Linked DNA regions of Gossypium hirsutum: region 1 is linked to region 2. A link is a contact called in public Hi-C data. All regions are on one chromosome and are shown on one strand. The core of a region is the stretch at or near the end of the contact, and the rest is flanking DNA. Distances in the headings are between cores, read along the strand shown. Region 1 holds the start of LOC107933183 (serine/threonine-protein kinase SRK2I-like). Region 2 holds the start of LOC107933140 (autophagy-related protein 101).

The links. Hi-C and Micro-C count contacts between places; a contact is called where the count stands out from the background.
Region 1: a Hi-C map of leaf shows a contact between it and region 2, with 3 times the contacts expected there. The contact joins the promoter of LOC107933183 here to the promoter of LOC107933140 in region 2. A contact is called at or near these places in 5 of 34 Hi-C or Micro-C datasets (callus, hypocotyl and leaf).

What each region holds. Positions count from the first base shown.
Region 1 is chrA12:18,605,513-18,608,760 of Gossypium_hirsutum_v2.1, forward strand. It overlaps LOC107933183 (serine/threonine-protein kinase SRK2I-like), which reads right to left and starts at 1,813. Exons shown (of 9, transcript NM_001327364.1): 1 at 1,637-1,813; 2 at 1,197-1,271; 3 at 993-1,094; 4 at 854-907; 5 at 668-760; 6 at 264-356. The coding sequence starts at 1,813.
Region 2 is chrA12:18,289,586-18,292,864 of Gossypium_hirsutum_v2.1, forward strand. LOC107933140 (autophagy-related protein 101) reads right to left here and starts at 1,344. Exons shown (of 7, transcript XM_016865300.2): 1 at 1,006-1,344; 2 at 850-886; 3 at 614-699; 4 at 404-499; 5 at 50-215. The coding sequence starts at 1,038.

The DNA of each region.
Region 1 (3,248 bases), core at 563-3,062, 320 kb after region 2:
GTTAAGGACTGCCTTGGCAGGAGGGGATCATTCATAGGCAGCATTTCTAGCAACTACCATCTTACACATGCTATGAATGGTAAACTAAAGTTTAGATCAACTAACAGGTGAAAAACCATCAATTTGATGTCATTTTCACCCAAACACACAACTAGAACGCCATGACCAGCCCATTGAAAATCTACTACTTAAGTCTTAACCAGGAATTGCCAGTGAATGGTAAACTGACATTCTAAACCAATCTGAACATCTCATAAATATACCTTGCCATCATATTCTTTCCTTAGGAGTACTTCAGGAGCAATGTATGCAGGAGTTCCAACCGTGGATTTTGGTTGCGAATGAAGAACTGAAGACTGAGAAGAAGAACAAAAATCAAACACATAAACATGAAAATGATCTTCAATAACCATAAAGATAATCAGAAAAAAAAAAGAAAAAAAAAGGAAATAATTCTTAACAAATAACAAGCTATTCCATCAAATATAATAAGTGGTACCATTTCCAGGACAGAATCAAATGAGCTCAACATTTTTTTTAAAACAATGAATCCATGACACAATATAGAATAAATACCACATCACCAAAGATAGTTCATAAAGTACCATATTATACAAAGTATAAGCGTAACCTCATCGAATGATAAGATAACAACAAAGGACTATACCTTCGAGTACCCAAAATCACATATCTTAAGCCGAGGAGCTGGACTTCCATCTAGCAAAGTGTTTTCCAACTTTAAATCACGGTGGCATACTTGCTTCACCAAGTAAAACAAACCAAAAACAAAATAACCTATCAGGTTACACGTAATACAATTCAAGGCATAGACAAATGGATAAATTCTAACTACCATCGCATGGCAATAACTAACGCCGGATATAAGCTGTTGGAAGAAGAACCGAGCCTGCACCAAAATAACGGATATATACAAGTTAAAGACAAAACAAAAGGGGGACATAAAATTGAATGCAAAATATAATAAAATAAACCTCGTCCTCATTGAACCGACCCGCAGCACAAATCCGCTCGAAAAGCTCTCCTCCGGAGGCATACTCCATTACAATGGCAAGATGAGTAGGTGTTAAAATAACCTAAAGTATCAATGTCTTATAGTTAGTTCATCAAACACTACCTTAATTTTTACAAAAAAAATATTATAAATAACAGTAAACTGAATCAAGAACTAACGTTACCTCTTTAAATCTAACAATATTCGGATGCCTCAATGATCTATGATTAATAATTTCTCTTTGAACATTTTCATCTATCTGTAAAACGACAAGGTAGCACAAAATTAATGCCAAAATTACAAATTAAAAGGAAAAAAAAAGAAGAAGAAGTTAGTGAAGTAGTTGAGCTTTGAGAAAACAGAAAAGTCGGTATCTTCTTTTATTTTTTGGATTGATAATTAATTATTATACTACCAAATAAAACATTTCCGAAATTAATAAAATTAATATAACTCCCGACAATAAATTGCAACAAGTTAGGAACAAAAAAGAAGAAGAGAGAAAACATTATCTTCAATAAATATCGTAATAATCGAAATGAGCATATTTCCATAAATAGACCAAAAGCACAGAGAAAAAGGAAAAGGAAAGAGATCATTGTTTTTTGAAATAAGAAGCTAAACCTTACGGCCTCTTTCGATGTACTTGACAGCGACGAGCTCCTTGGTAACCTTATCTGTCATAAGTCGGGCAACTCCGAAATTACCCGATCCGATATCTCTAACGAAATCGTAACGGTCACCGTCGTGCATAATCGGCATATCCATAGCCGGTCCGACCGTCAAGTCTGCTCGATCCATTTTTGTCTCTCTTTTTTTCAGTTTCCGATTCTACCCCCTTCAAAGAAAGAAGAACTCAGGACCACATCACCGGACTCAGTGGCTTCTTGGACGAATCACTGAGTTAAACGAGTCCGTTAATAATAACAACAACAAGAAGAAGAAGGGAAGGAAAGGTTATTAGTTGATTGGAGATTGATAAGAGTGGTTCATGGAGGAGCGGAGCTTTTGGGGAAGAGGAAGGGGGGATAATGCCAAGGAAATATCTGGTAGAAGCAGAGGAGGATAAGAGGAGTACGGCGTCGTTTGGAGGTTGTTGCGTAGTGGGTAACCAATAGAATTGGCTTCTTTTTATGGTTGTCTTATTATTTGTGGATTAGTTTTTATTATTGTTTTCTTATATATTCAGAAATTGTCGAATAAGAAAATAGAATGACTTAAATGTCCTTTATTTGGATAATATTTTAAAGCAGAGTGAGTCACGTGATTTTGCAAAATGCTAAGACAATTTTTATTCGGTATTATGCTGTCTTTTATCTGTAAAAACTGATCGGACGGTTTTGGCTTTATTATTGTCCAAATTAACACGCAACCATCTCATTTGTTTAAAATAGATTTTAATTTTTTTAAAAAAATACCATCTATAATAATATTGAAATTAGATTGCGTTTTTAATTGATGAAATTGAAAAGCATGTGAGAGCATGAGAGTTAGCGTGCAGAGCACGCATAGGATAATTCCCTGAAAAGGATGTTTTGGTAAAATCAGGTGGAATAGATTGTCCCCATTCGTGGGCAAAACGGCCTTGGGAACAAAGGAAAGTTTCTGACTTCCAAGCAGTATTTTTCCAAGTAAAGAAAACTGGCATATGATAAGAATAGATTCCATGAGCACAATGAATAACTATGTCAAACACACTTATAATCTATAATTTATCAAACTCTCCATTATATTATTAAATTATCAAACTCTCCATTATATTATTAAATTCCCAATTAAAATTAAAAATATTTTATGAAAGTAGATTTATTCCTCATATATTTGAATTAAATTTAAATTTTAGAGTCAATATTCTTTAAATGATTTTTTTAAATATTTCTTCCGCTTGAACACGATTTAATTTAAACTGTAAAATAAAATAGACTTTGTATTCATATTAATTTATACTTATTATTTCATATTAATTATTACTTAATTAACTTTACAATTGTATACCTATTATTTTATATTAATTATTATTTAATTAATTTTATAATTGTATATTAATTAAAATTGAGATTTAACACTTCAACTAGATACATTGGTATGAAAATAATTCTAGTAATAATGAACAAGTTCACACAAAAGAAAAAAAAAACCTTCTATTTTTATTATTTGATAGTTAAAACCACTTACTTTGCACAATTGTGAATATTTTCACTTTTCTTGAAATATTATGCTTATCAACTAAAAATTA
Region 2 (3,279 bases), core at 94-2,593:
CAAAAGCAATTTACAATTTTTAAAGTTAAGGGCATAAACAAGGTTATACCTCCGGGGTCAACGACCAGTTTGGTATGATGAGATTTGCTTGAATGGTGTTTTGGGTGTTGAGTAACATTCAAATTGATATACCATTGCTCCCAATATAAGCGCTCGGTTTTATTAGTGAACCAAGATGGCTGCTTGCTTTTCACCTCATAAAACGATAAGCATATCTATAGCACAAACACAAGTAAAGAATTCATATTGAAGACAAGATACAAGCTAAAATGTAAAAGGCTACGACCATATATCATGCAAATGCAACATAAGCAAAAATAAAACCTAAACATAAAATAAGATGCAACGGCGACCATATCCGAAACAAAAACCTGAAAACTATAAGCGAATAGACATAACAGACCTGACTTTTCTTATTGGGATGTTTTTCCACCCAACTTATGAAATGATCAATCTTCTCATCTATTTTCTTCTCAAGTTCCACATCCCCACATTGCACCTAATTATTACAAAATACGAATTTGGGAAACATGCAAAACGCCAGAGAAAAATCAGGAAATAAAAGCAGTGATTTCGATTGGAGAAGTAAAAACTGAAGACATGAATGACTTACATAAGTAATTTCAAAAAGCTCCAAATCCACATCTTTGGGCCGAACTAGACCTAATGCTCTATGAAACACTATTGTATGTAAAATGCCTGCCATCATGGATTTAAAAGGGAAAAAGAAAAACTTTTAACAGGTCAAGTTAATCAAATAAAAAAAACTACAAAAAAGAGAGAACGTTTAATAAACGAAATTAATTACTTAAAAAAGGAACAAATATAGAAATTGAAGAGAGGACTTACAGCGCAAAACTTCGCGAATTTCAAAATGCTCCACTTCCTAAATAGGATATTGTTAAATTTAGCGAAAAGTAAAGGAAAATTTCAATCAGAAGAATAAATAGTATGTCTTAATATTTAAGAGTGAAATAAAACAGTAAAAGAGAAAATTTTGATTACCAGTTCTTTGAGTTGGCAGACTTCGCAGTTCATGATAATTGTTTAAAGAGGGAAACCCAGAAGAAACTAAAAGAGAAAAAAAAAGAGATCGAAGAAAATTGGATGGATCAAACCCTAGATTTCAATCGAAACTTGTTTTACTTTTTTGCTTAATCGATCTTTTAATCGGCAGAGTGTGTGCCTTTTACTTTGTTTAGGCTTGGATATATCTGTCTCACTTTTTTTTTTCTTTCTTTAATGGCGTTTGGATAATAAAAATAAGGTGGCTTACATAAGCATGATTAATAACGTGTTAACTCCGGCTATCGCAACGACGTCTTATGCTTTTTCATTTTCCCAGTTCTGATTGTATATTTGTTTATTTCACAATTGAAAAAAGATGGGACTCATTGAGGGGCCGTGCCTAAAGTCCAGAACTGCTAAAGAAGGTCCGATATGGCCCATAGTTTTGGTTGAGTGGTTCATTGGTTTGATTTAAGAAAATTCAATTCAGTTCACAGGTCTGTTTAAGGCCCGCCGGAATGGCAATCCGGTATATACATTCCAAACCCTTTCATCCCAAACTTTCTTGGATATTTTTGTTTTTGATTTCGATCTTGATACCCAAATGTTTTCTTCCCTCCTATAAAATTCATTTTTTTTTAAATATATACTAAAAACTAGGGTAAATTCCATGAATGGTGACCTAATTATGAGAGTGTTTTTAGTTTGGTCACCCAACTATAATTTTTTTTATTTAGTCACTAAAGTTTTCAAAATTAATTTTTTTAATCATCATACCGTTAAGTCGATAATGCAAGTCTAACATCGACTTTTTTATTCACATAATAACAAATTTGACCTTCCAATATTTACACATTTTAGCAATTAGATTTAAAAAATTCTACAAATTTAATTTTAAATATTTACAAAATTTTTCATTTTAATAGGATTCAGAAAAAATTAAAATTTGCACTAATTAAATCAAACTTCCTTGACTAATCGAATTCTTTTTCTACCCAAATCCTTAACCAATTAAAATCCTTCTTTTCCACCAAAATTCCCCCCACCCCGACCATGCCTTGCCCAAGAAAGAAAAAGCCCCCTGTTGCACCCTTCTCACGCCACCATCATCATCCCATCATTGCCTCAAGCGCATTGCCCAACACCGCCACCTTCCTCTCACACAATTCGCCACACTTCTTTTGTTCCATCACCACTTTCCCTTACTATTAAAAACAAACCACCATTGTTGCAATATCAATTCACCACTACCTCATTCTACGTCCCTTGCAGCGCCACCCTGCTCCCTCTAGCCGCTATCATACCTTTCAGCACCATCCCTTTCTATTAACCCTTACTGACCATGTCTTCAACTCTCCCAAGTTACACACAATCTCCTCTCAACCGCCCTTTCGTGTTACACCATTAGCCCAAGTCCTAAACTAGGTCTCCTTAATACATGCATGGATAAGGTGAAAATTTATTAAATTCAATTCATCAAAGCTACCAATTTTTTTAAGTTTGAAAAATCAATTAACTTACGACGCATTTTTATATGAGATCCAAGTATTTTTCTGTCAAGATGTCTTTGATCGATGAAATAACTATTTTTTAGTTTTGAAACGCACTTTGAATCACCTTATTTCAAGTTCAAGAGGTCAAGTTATGGTTGTTTTAGTGAAAACTACACAAACATAAATTTCTGGATGGGATTATTACGGGAACTACGAGTTTTCATTCATGTTTAAATCATATTGGGTTCGATTTTAAGACTTATTTTGATTATATATGAACCCAATATTTTATTTATTAAATTTTATTTTTATTTATTAAATTTTATTTTTATTTATTTATTCTAGATTTTAGGATATTTTTAAGTGTTTTAGATTGATTAGAAGGTTTATGTTTCTTAGTTGGCAAGAAGGTTTAGTTCAACTAGAATTACTTTTTATTTAAACAAATTAGAAGTTTAATTAAATTAAGATTTTTTTTTCATTCAATTTGTATCTGGCACTTTCATTATTTATTAACATTTTTATTTATTAATTAATTAATTAAATCATTTTTTGGAGTATTTTGTTTTACAATATTCAATTCTTATTTTTATTCATAACATTATGTTTACTTAATCTTGTTCAAGATTTTAGGAAAAATTCTTTAAACTCCGAGTTGCCAAGAACTCATTCTTGGAGGGTTGGTTAGAGTCCTTGATTAAGTTTGTTGGGAAATATATTTTAGAGGGTTCAATCAAACACTTCTACTTCTATTCATCTTCATTGGTTTATCTATTCT